Linked DNA regions of Ovis aries: region 2 is linked to region 1. A link is a contact called in public Hi-C data. All regions are on one chromosome and are shown on one strand. Each heading gives the region's core, a stretch centred on a gene start, on an enhancer-like site or on the middle of the called end of the contact. The rest is flanking DNA. Distances are from core to core; before and after follow the strand shown. Region 1 holds the start of NT5C3A (5'-nucleotidase, cytosolic IIIA). Region 2 holds the start of AVL9 (AVL9 cell migration associated).

Region 1 (6,123 bases), core at 1,171-3,670:
TAGAAGAATTGACTCATTGGAAAAGACTCTGATGTTGGGAGGGATTGGGAGCAGGAGGAGAAGGGGACGACAGAGGATGAGATGGCTGGATGGCATCACGGACTCGATGGACCTGAGTCTGAGTGAACTCTGGGAGATGGTGATGGACAGGGACGCCTGGCGTGCTGCGATTCATGGGGTCGCAAAGAGTCGGACACGACTGAGCGACAGAAATGAACTAAACTGAACTGAACTTGCATTGTTTTAATTTTTAACAGCGTTAGTGGGCGAAGATCTTAAAGCTACATCCACCAAATAGTTCTTCCTCACAAGAATACTACTTAACTACTTCAAGCCAAGACTATACCAATTATCCTATCAGAGCAGAGTGTAACATTGTGCATAGCAAAAATTCATAAATTTACATCAAATTCCTTCATGTATTCTTACCATCCCAAGTAACATCATATATCATCATGGACAATAATTTACAGAAAAACACACTTACATACTTAAAGAGTTAAAAACAACAACAGAGAAATCAAACATGTGAACTGATAGTAGCCAACATGTGTTTCCCAGTTCTACAAAAGGCATTCAGGCACCCAGTGGTTAATTCCAGACTTGTTTTCTCACCAGATGCCTGCTGGGATAAGCTCTATCCCACCTTTCTAAGAACTCCCTTTCCGCAAATTTCCCTTCAAGCAGAACTGCCAGGGTCCCAGGGCTGGGACGACTAGAGCAAGAGTGGAGGGTGCAGAGAAAACCAACCCTTACTGCTCCCTCTTGTTCTCCTGTTCCAACTTTTTTCATGTCCTGGGCAAAGAGACAGCCTCACCGAGTAGCACCACCAGCTCCACAGAGTTGGTATGATTCCCCCAAGTAGCTCCCCTGCATCCCCTTCCTGTCATCCCCAGAGACAAGCAGGGGAAACTGCCGAAAGAGTCCTTGAAAGAGACCAGGCAGGTGAGAACAAGTCATGCTACTCAGAAAGGAAAATGATGGAAGAGGCGATGATTGATTGGAATGCAGCAGAAAAGGAAGAAACACCTACTTGCTCCAGCCTAACTTCAAGTCTTCTCTGCTCTGTTGCCATAGCAACATTTTATGTGCGTGGTATAAAACATATAACATAAAATTTACCAACATAATTTTTAAATGTATAGTACAGTACTGCTAACTGTAGGCACACAACTCTGCAACAGATCTCTGGAATTTTTCATCTTGCAAAACTGAAACAACTCAATACTCAGTTGTACGACCCCATCATTTCCTCTTCCTCAGGCCCCACGACCACTATTTTACTTTCTGTTTCTTAGAGTCTGACTACTCATTTAAGTAGAATAATGCCGCACTTGTCTTTTTTATGACTGGCTTATTTCACGTATACGAGGTCTTCAAGATTCATTCGTGTTGTCAAATCCTGCAGAATTCACCTCTATTTAAAGGTTGAATAGTATTACATTTGATGTATTTCCACATTTTCTTATCAGTTCATCTTTTGATGGACATTTTGGTTGCTTCCACATCTTGGCTATTATGAATAGTGCTGCAGTGAACATGGGAGGGCTAAAATTTCTACCAGTGTCTACTTTCGATTCTTTTGGATATATACCCTGACACAGGATTGCTGGATCATATGGTAATTCTATTTTTAATTTCTTGAGGAACTTCCACCCTTTTCCCACAGTGGCTGCACAAATTTACATTTCCACCAACAGTGCACCAGGGTTCCAATTCTTCACATCCTCACCAACATTCTTAATTTTCTGGTCTTCTTGACAGCGGCTGTCCTAACTTGTGTGAAGTGATATCTCATTGTGGTTTGTATTTTTATTTTCCTGATGATTAATGATATTGATAAGCTTTATAAGCTTCTTTACCAATTGTCTATTCAAGTCTTTTGCCTATTTTTTAATGGGTTTTTGTTGTTGTTGACATTTTTAACACAAACTAGATATTAACCCTTTGTCAGTTAAACGGTTTGCAAGTATTTTCTCATATTCTGTAGATCGCCTTTTATTCCCTTGTTTCTTTTGCTGCACCCTGCAGCTTGTCATAGCACTTTACAGCCAACCTACTGCGCAAGTCAGATAGCAACGCCCCAGATGCCTTCTGGGGGTTGTAGTCCTGAGTATCAGAGGAGTGTGGAAGGCCGAGGATTATTTCTGAGTGATGGTTGGCATCAGATTTCTAGCGGGCGGGGCTGGAATGAACCACTGCCTGGTCCTCATTAGCAAAGAGAGAAATTTAGTTCAGTTCCCCTTTTCTGTCCTTGAGCAGTTCCTCGGACCCAGGTTCTGAGAAGACCCTCTTCCCCACCTTGGCTTCCGGTGCAGGCGAGCTCCTGCTGCTCTCTCCAGCTTCCCGCCGCCAGGCCCTCGTGGGTGGGACCTCCCTGGGGGCGGGGCTCGCGCAGGAGGGGCGGGGCGTCCGGGCTTGTCCACCGGCCGGCGTTTCTGAGGCCGGTGGCCATCCAGCGACCTCTTCTCGAACCGCGAGGCGAAGGAGGCCAGGTCCATGGATCGAGCGGCGGTGGCGAGGGTGGGCGCGGTAGCGAGCGCCAGCGTGTGCGCCCTGGTGGCGGGGGTGGTGCTGGCCCAGTACATATTCACCTTGAAGAGAAAAACAGGCCGGAAGACCAAGATCATCGAAATGGTGAGTGTGGGGGCTCGTCGTGCCGGGGCGCGTGAGGGGTCGGGGTGGCCCGTCCGGCCTCGCCTTCCCGCGCCGACCGCTGCTGGAATGCTGGGGCCGCACTGGGGACCCGTTCGTCCCGCCTGGGGCGACCCCGCGGGCCCGATGTCCTGGTCTGGACCCTTGACAGCAGCTCTCGGCTTCCCGTGGGCTTAGTTATATCTCTATTTGAAACAAAAAGGCAGCAAATAGGTAATTCGGAAAAAAACTACCTCCCGCAGCAACACCCGCTTTTTCAAGAAATGGAACTTCCTGGGGATGTTTCGCCCTCCTCCTGGCATCCCGGGTCAAACCGTTGCAACAATCCAATTCTGATGGTGGTTTCTGCATCATGGCTAGGTTGAGCTCTGTTATGACAAGATGTAACTTGTCAGTGGTTAAAGAAATGACACTTAACCCAGTTGGAGTTCAGAATAGTTTATTTTGTATTTGAAATGTTACTCCTTCCTGTCTCAAACTGCTGGGAAGTATCTTTGTGTTTATTTTTCCCCCCACCAAACCTCTTACATAACGTTTTAGAAATTTATTTCCAATTTTATTGTAAGACAGTATTTGAAGAATTCCATTTGAGGTGCATTATTATAGGCAATATTTGCTCCAAAGTTGGGGATGTTTTGTGTTTTATTTAGAGCCCACTCATCAAGACAGTTTTTCTCAGTGAGTTGCATTCTTTGGTACTTACTGGAGTGAATAATCCTGTGTATACTCCCAATAATGTACTACACATGTGAACTTCTAGGATCTAGTATTGACAGATCAGTTGACAGTTTACCACTGTACTAAATAATATAATTTTAGGTTCATGTCTGAGAATATTTAGCTTCAACTATATGTTCTAATTGAGCACAGAAACTATTTGTCCCAATCTTTGCTCTTGGCCCTGGGCTGAATACAAAAATATTCTTTCATAAATAAAAGTTTTAAAAATGTTAATTCCCCACATGTTTCTTATGCCAATAGTTTTGCTTATTGCTAGGATTAAATTAGTGTTGGACTATTATTGCATAGTCTTTTCTCCATTTCTGTACTCATAAGAGCAAATGTTGTTAATCTCAAAATTTTCATTTTGTTTATGTAGGTATCCTGCATAGAAAACATTGGTGGCTTCCTTTTGTTCCAAACCAAAAATGTATATGTGTGAGGAAAAAAAAAAACCCACATTGCCATACCTTCTTGTATGTACTTGGACTGTGCATTGGTCTATCACTTCTATTCTAAACCAAGTAGAGGTAAAAAAGTCAATGCCTTCACAAAATCCACAATGAAGCCATAATCTTTAAATATACATAATGTGTAATATTAATTCAGGCATAAGGACAAGTAGTATTGTGGCTGCAGCATAATATACAGATATGTATTTGGAAGGAAGAGATAGGGAATGTGGACAAGGAGACAACATTGTAAAGGAATGTTGTAAAGCCATTCCAAACAGTTTGCCCTTTATTTTTTAGGCAGTGGGGAGCCATGAAAGGTAGTTGGACAGGATAATTGCATGCTCAAAAGTTTATTTTATAAAAATCACTTAGGAAAAGGTGAAAGGGGAGTGCTTGGAAAGAAAGAAATAATTTAGGAGGATGCTGGCAGTATTCCTTGTGAAAGATGATTAGAGCCTAGACTAGAAAATGAGAGCTCAGAGGATGAACATTTCCAGATAAAATCAACCGGACTTGGCAATACAAACTCTGAACTCATACAAACCTAGCGTTGAATCTAGCCTTTCTCATTTATCAAGCTATGTGATCTTGGGCCAGTTTTTTAACTTCTCTGACTCTGCTCACCTGTTAATTGGAAGATAATAATACTACCTACTTCGTGGGGTAGTTATGAAGTTACATGCAGTAACAGTGGGCATAATTGCTATCATTTGGGAGCTTATCATTATTTAGGATCATTAAAGAGATTAATCACATTGTGGGGATTGCACACTAAATGGTAATAACGGCTACATTATTAGCCAAGATCAAAAAGGGGAGAGAGAGAGCAGACAAGGATGATGTGGAGCAAATTCACTTTGTCCTGTTTAGCCAAGTAGAAATGTCCGTAAATTAGTTACATTAAGTAAAGAGCTTTGAAAAGCAATTATTGCCATATAGTGGCCCATAGTAATATACAGTATATATTTTACCTGTTGCTATTATCAGCAACAACAACTGAAAATGTAGTGCTGGAGTTGAGAAGATAGATTGGGATTAGCACCAGTACTTTCTGAAATGTCTAACTTCTTGGCAGTAGTAGTGAAAATGGTTATGATTTCTTATCCATAACTTTGCAGGAGGATGAAAAGAGAAACCTTGAGAATACTGACAAATAACGGGTGTTCAGTGAAGAAAACAGAGATCTCAGATGTGGGAAAAGAGAACACGTTACCAAAAAGGGGCAGAGTCAGCAGTGTCAGTCTGCACAGGTCACATGTTGAGCTCAAAGCCATATGCGTTAGACAGCCACTGAAAGAACAACAAAGTGAAGACCAGAAAGTGACTATTAAATGCAAAAATACTCATGCCTTCAGTGTGTGTTGTGTTTTGCTTTGGTTTTGAATGGTTGGCAATGTGCCCATTTTGGCAGGCAGGACAGTGAGAATGCTTAATGAAGTGAAAGGAGGAAAGGGAATAATCAATCAAGCTGAGTACAGTACTAGTACAGGAAGGCTGGGGATAGAGAACACAGGTGGACAGGTAACCTTTTAAAGAAATGAGGAACAGTCCTCTCTCTTTAAGAATGTACAGTAGTCACTCACTATCCTTGGCAATGTGCCCATTTTGGCAGGCAGGACAGTGAGAATGCTTAATGAAGTGAAAGGAGGAAAGGGAATAATCAATCAAGCTGAGTACAGTACTAGTACAGGAAGGCTGGGGATAGAGAACACAGGTGGACAGGTAACCTTTTAAAGAAATGAGGAACAGTCCTCTCTCTTTAAGAATGTACAGTAGTCACTCACTATCCTTGGCAGCTGGTTCCCACTCCCTTGGATACCAAACTCCAAGGATGCTCAAGGCCCTTTTATAAAATGGTAAATAGTTTTAATTATAACCTATGCACTATCTCCCATATATTTTAAATAGTCTCTAGTTCACTTCTAATATCTAATACAGTGTAAATATTATGTAAACAGTTGTAAATACAATGTAAGTGGTGTGTAAATTGTTGCTAGGAAGGAGCAAATTCAAGTTTTGCTTTCTGAGACTTTCTGGAATTTTTTTCCCAGGTATTTTCAGTCCTTGGTTGATGGTATCACTGATGTGGAACATACAGATATGGATGGCTGACTGTACCGCTCACTGATTTATAGGTGCTTATTTCAGCATATTTTAATTTACGTTATGTCTTATTTTCAGCCTTACACCAACTACGTCCACTTACTTCATTCTTTATTTCTGTCCAGTTGACTTAATTTCTCCTACTAAATGGCACCTCTTTCCAATTTTTATATATCAACTCTTTTCCTTT
Region 2 (6,368 bases), core at 3,084-5,583, 250 kb after region 1:
AAATGATAACGTTAATAGATGTTGATTCTAATTTAAGAGGCATTTTTCATTTAAAATACATCTGAAGGCCTCAAAGGTGGAAAAATGTCAGAAACAAGATGAAGGAGTGAACATCTACATGCCTAGTTTGAGGACCTTCAACACAAACGGCTTTTCCTCTGGCCCATGTGAACGGACCTGACTTCTTTATCACAGCACTAGAGAGCACCTTTACAGCAGAATATAGCAGAAGAGTCTACAAAGACTTAGTACATTCCTCTAGAGAAAGTCACCATGTTCAACCCAGCACAATGCTACAAGGAGTTACTTTTTTAAATGAAGGTTTAACTTTGGCTCACTTGAATCTAAATATTATAAATTACAAGCAAGTATGGGAATTTTTTCTATGAATGATCTCAGTGCATTGAATGAACTGGTGCTCAACATGACCTGCAGCATTTTCAGTACTTGGAAGAGCAGTCTAACAAAGCACCCTCAAACAGCCTAAAACAATCCCAAACCAGCCACAGTTCAATGAGCCATGTACTTTTAATCCTTTACACAAGAAGGTAGCTGATTAATTCATCCTGAGGGAAACCTTATGTAATTAAAAAGTCTGAAACACCTGATATACCGATTAACAAAGAAAAGCAGTCTCTAGAACAGTCCTTCTGCCTAGGACTTAATGCATGTAACTTTACAGAACATCAAACATATCTGGATTTTTGAGAGATTAAGAAAGCAGAGTTGGATACATGTACCCCATAGTTCACTGTAGCACTATTTACAATAGCCAGGAGATGGAAGCAACCTGATGTCCAGTGACAGAGGAAAAGATAAAGATGTACATATACATATACAACGGAATATTATTCAACCATAAAAAAGAACTAAGTAATGCCATTTGCACCAACATGGATGGACCTAGAGATTGTCACACTGAGTGAAGTAACTCAGACTGAGAAAGATAGATATCATACGATATCACTTGCAAGTGGAACCTAAAAAAATGGTACAAATTAATTTATTTACAAAACAGAAATAGAGTCACGGATGCAGAAAACAAACTTATGGTTAGTAGGGGGAAAGGGAGGAAGGCTAAACTGGGAGATTGGGACCAACATATACACACTACTATATAAAAATAGATAATAAGGACCTATTTATAGCACAGGGAACTCTCCTCAACACTCTGTAATGATCTATATGGGAAAGAATCTAAAAAAAATAGTGGGATTTATGTGCAACTGATTCACTCGCTGTACATCAGAAACTAACACAACATTGTAAATCAACTATACTCCAATAAAAATTTGTTTAAGAAAGCAGAGTTGTAGGTCTTCTAGAATCATTTGCAAAAGTGAAGAACATCGTTTAAGAACTAATACAACGTATGTTTTGCCTATGTGTTCAGTCATGTCTGACTCTTTGTGACCCCATGGCTGTAGCCCATCAGGCTCCTTTGTCTATGGAATTTCCCAGGCAAGAATACTGGAGTGGGCTATCATTTCCTACCAACCCAGGGATTGAACCCTCATCTCTTGTGTCTCCTGCATTGGCAGGCAGATTCTTACCACTGCGCCACCTGGAAGAGCCAGTATGACTTATATTGGGATTTTTAGAACACTTTCTTGATATTTTATAAAAACTAAGACAAAAACGGGAGGAAAGTAGGGCAACCAAAAATTAGAAATGTAGTTGAACAAACTATTTTACCATCTTTTCCTATACTATTATACATCAACTGAACATCCTATTCCAGCTGGATGAACTTCCATAAATTTATACAAATTATGTCTCCAGCAAAAGTTTAATTCTTTTTGACTGCATTGACCTGTCAGTTTTATCAACCAACTCAGTGTGAGAGCCTTTTTATTAATTTGCTCTGCTGAGTGGAGTAGCTATTTAGCAGCCACTAGGAGGAGGCACGGAGAAGGCAATGGCACGCCACTCTAGTACTCTTGCCTGGAAAATCCCATGGACGGAGGAGCCTGGTAGGCTGCAGTCCATGGGGTCGCTAAGAGTTGCGCGACTTCACTTTCACTTTCCACTTTCATGCATTGGAGAAGGAAATGGCAACCCACTCCAGTGTTCTTGCCTAGAGAATCCTAGGGATGGGGTCACACAGAGTCGGACACGACTGAAGCGACTTAGCAGCAGCAGCAATCCCTAATTAGTATATATTTTTCATACGATAAATCATTTTTCCTTACTGGAAACATAAATTATATTACTTCTACCAATAAAACAGGAAGAACACATAATAATTAATCTTGACTTTAGATGACAGCAATGATTAAAAGAGTTTATTCTATTCCCTGCCAATATTTCCTTCTTTTTTGTCATTAAAAATTTCGTTTGTTTGTGAACGGGACCCACCCCTTACTTTTTCATAGAAGACTCCTACATGCCACGTGGCTCAGCTGAATGAACACACAGGGCGCCAAGGCAATTCTAAGTCTGACTCCAGCATAACCTTGGCAAGATCAGCTACTTCCTCTAAGTTTCAGTTGCTTCACCCATATCTGAGGTAAGCGGTGATCATCATCCTTAGATTTTTAATACTTTAAAACTTCATCTCTTTGATGTTAGTTGTCATACAACTAGATGAAGTTTTAAAATATTAAAAGTCTAAGGATGATGAACACTGCTTACAGGCTTCCTAGGTAGCCCAGTGGTAAAGAACTTGCCTGCCATGCAGGAAAGGCGGATTCTACCCCTGGCTGGGGAAGATGCCCTGGGTAGGAAATGGCAACCCACTCCAGTTATTCTTGCCTAGAGAATCCCCTGGACAGAGAAGCCTGGCAGGGCTACAGTCCATGGGATCAAAAGAGTCAGACACGACTGAGCACAAAGGCACTACTCACGTGCCATAGTACAGTTATCTCAAATATTTATTTTCTTACCTCCAAATATAAGGCTACATTTAAAAAAACATATACATTCCACTGCTGTTGCTCGGAATTTTCTAATACTACCCTGAAAAATGTCACGTCCTCCTTGGTAACTTTCTACGCCATTTTTACTTGAGGGACAAGGAATATATTTTTAAGTGAAGCTGTCTTTAAAACACACACATACACAACTACTTTCACTCCATCACTTTTCTGTCATTATCCTCTAATGAACTGAAATTTTGCCTATCAGTCTTCTAAAATATTACATTTTCTTTGAAATGCTATATTACCTAGCGGTAGCAATCAGCATTTTTAATACTTTAAGCATTTCAATTTACTGTTCATAGCACATTATGACATCACTGCCTTCCAATGTCTGCGCTCATTAAATATCCTTTACCTTTGTTCCCCTGCCTTCGATACATAGATTGCAGATGTCCTATTGTTCCCGTTCACCATTTCAGTGAAGAAGCTTAAAAATGACAGTATTTCCAAGTTTCTTTGCTCAGTAAATAACACTTCCCCTCACTGCAACTGAGCTGGAGAGTCTATCTCTCATCAAAAGGCAAGATCTGGACAAGACTAAATAGGAACTCGAAGGCCGAATGGGAAGGGGGGCGGAGTCAGTACATCAGCCCATCAGGGGTTCCAGGGCTTTCACAGATAAACAAAGGAAGTTGATTTTCCCACAGTGCCGCCTGTGCTTCGACCATCCTAAGGTACTCGTGTGGAAGCCCAGAGCTCATTACCTTCAAAACGCAGCCCAAGTGCTGATTTTTTTTCTAAGGGAATCCCACTAAAAGCAGACAACCAGAAAGTCAACGCAGACAGAGATGGATGAGGAAGAGTGGGCCGACCATCGATTACCTTCCTGTGACTCCACGGAAGAACCTAAATATCTACCTACCCCAACATACCGACACATAGCTCCTCCGCTGCTCAAGATACAATTTTCAGGGGGAGGGAAAAACAGGGAGCGTGTGGGGTGGGCTTCAGGTAGGGTGAGTGCGAGGATCAGGAGAGAGGAGTCAAGTTCAGGGGCGGAGGGCCGAGGGCACTGGAGGGTGGTCTGAGCCGAGCGGAACGGCGTGGGTGTCGGCAGCGCGCGAACGCCAGAACGGTCGGGGGCGGGCACAGGCTCCTTCCTCACCTGGCAGCCCTTCTTGTGATGAAAGCCGACCACCACGATGTGCAGGACGGGCCCCCGTGGGGGGCCATCGCCGCCCCGCCTGATCTCCATGGACGAACGCCGCGGGCCCGCACAACGATGACTTCAACCGCCGAGGGCGGCAAGCTCGGCGACCCCGCGATCCCCAGGAGGACGGCGAGAGGTGGATTTCAGGTGTCAGCGAGGGAGCCGCATGAGAGCCGCGCAAGGGGCCGGGAGGAGGCCGACGATCCTGCAGCTCTGCACCGCCCCCCCGGGCCGCGGCCGCGCTTCCCTCATCCGCTTCCGCTGTTTCCGGGCTGTCACCTGATGCCGGGGCCGCCGCGGGCGAGGCGGGACTGGGCAGGACCGGGAGGGACCTGACGGGGCTGGGCCTGATGGCGGGGCGGGGCCTGGGGAGCGGGGCGGGGGCGCTGGGTGGGCGGGGCCGAGGGCGGGGCCTGGTGGGGCTTCTGGGCACACCTGTCCCCAGTTCACCCCCTCTGTGTGTGACCTTTTCCCCCTTCCTCCTCTGTCCTTGCTTCTTCCTCCTTAAAATCTCCGCCCCTACCCATCTTTTCCGTCAGTTTTTTCCTACCTTTTTTCCCCTTCATTTTCCGTGTATCCAATTCTTCCACCTCCTTCCCTTCGCCTCTCTGGTCTGGAGTCTCTGCCCTTTATTCTTAAATTTTGATAATATGGAGACATATCGGTGCAGCTCTACGTCTGTGTATTCAACCTTTAAGTTACTTGCTTACCCAGAGTTTCTCTTTTGCTTCGTTCTGTGTTTTTTCCTTATTTAAATATTATGTATAAGAGTTTGTAAGCGTTTTAAGGCCTCATGCAGAATATCCTTGAAAATAAAGTAAGTTTACAGGGAAACCTGTAAAAATGATTATTCTAGTCCTGATATTTTAGTTTTTACTTTGTTGTGAAAGTGTTGGTTGCTCAGTCGTGTCAGACTCTTTGCGACCCCATAGACTGTAGCCCACCAGGCTCCTCTGTCCGTGAAATTATCCAGGCAAGAATACTCGAGTGGGTAGCCGTTCCCTTCTCCTGGTGATCTTCCCGACCCAGGGATTGAACCCAGGTCTCCTGCATTGCAGGCAGATTCTTAACTGTCTGAGCCACCAGGAAAGGCCAATTTAGTCCTGCTATTAAGAAAAAAATTTTTTTTCATTCTATCTTTCTGGGTTTACTACTCTGATCAGTACAAAATACATGCAGTCAGTTATCGTCAGAGGTTTTTATTTCCTTACTGATTGTTCTAGTTGAATTAAAAAAGAAACTATCTCATTTTATGTCAATTTAAAGTGAATAGTGGAAATACTAGCAGATTTAACAAGTCTTGTCCAGGGCAGTTTGAGGGTAGGTGCCTGCTTCAAATAGCGTTCACAATCATTGCAATAACTAGTTGTGAAGTTTATCATTACAAGTTGCCCATCTCTTAGTTTAGACAACCTTAATAGTTAATGTTTTCCACTCTGGCCTTAAAATTTAAGGAACTGCATTCTAATCTAAGTATGGCTGGGAAAAACTGTATAATGGCGGCTCAGATGGTAGATAATCTGCCTGCAATGCAGAAGACCTGGGTTCAATCCCTGGGTAGGGACCATACATTGGCGAAGGGAATGGCTACCCACTCCAGTATTTTTGTCTGGAGAATTCCATGGATAGAGGAGCCTTGAAGACTATTAAAGTTGGTGAGGTCTCCAAAGAGTTGGACAGGACTGAGTGACTTTAACTTCCATTTTCTTCTTATTAATAGAACATACTTTCTGTGATTCAGTAGAATTGTTTTAATGCTTAATAATACTGTCGAAAAACCAAGTTGTTGCTACTATTTCTTTTCTGTATTACAAAATTTTTGGTACTGACTCAGAACTGTGTGTGAAACTATAACATTCCCTGTATACAGAATATGTTACTGTTTTCTTCCATCTGCTTTGACATTTTCCACAATTAGCCTAGCTAAAATTGAAGTGAAATTGAACATTTTTTTTAAAAAAAGAAAAGTCAGGGCATCTTAGAACTCTGTATCTGTAGTGAATGCCAACTGTTTACTTCATTGTGCAGGAGACCCCAGTGATAGCAGTATAAAGTCTGTATCAGAACTTTCCTGGTGGTCCAGTGGCTCAATGCAGAGGGCCTGGGTTTGATCCCTGGTCAGGGAACTAGATCCTACATGCCACAGTTGAGTTTGTATGGCACATCTAAAGATCTCAAGTGCCACAGATAAGGCCCAGCACAGCCATACTCCCTCAAATCTGTTACATTTTGCATGCTAGGGTCTCCAACTAAGATGAAATTATTTATTCATAACCATTATTTGCTTAAATGTTTTA

Evidence for each region. Hi-C and Micro-C count contacts between places; a contact is called where the count stands out from the background.
Region 2: a contact with region 1 is called in a Hi-C map of liver, with 3 times the contacts expected there. The contact joins the promoter of AVL9 here to the promoter of NT5C3A in region 1. A contact is called at or near these places in 2 of 16 Hi-C or Micro-C datasets (liver and muscle).

What each region holds. Positions count from the first base shown.
Region 1 is chr4:65,328,084-65,334,206 of ARS-UI_Ramb_v3.0, forward strand. NT5C3A (5'-nucleotidase, cytosolic IIIA) reads left to right here and starts at 2,421. Exons shown (of 10, transcript XM_004007914.6): 1 at 2,421-2,637.
Region 2 is chr4:65,571,998-65,578,365 of ARS-UI_Ramb_v3.0, forward strand. AVL9 (AVL9 cell migration associated) reads right to left here and starts at 4,334. Exons shown (of 15, transcript XM_042249213.1): 1 at 4,027-4,334. The coding sequence starts at 4,116.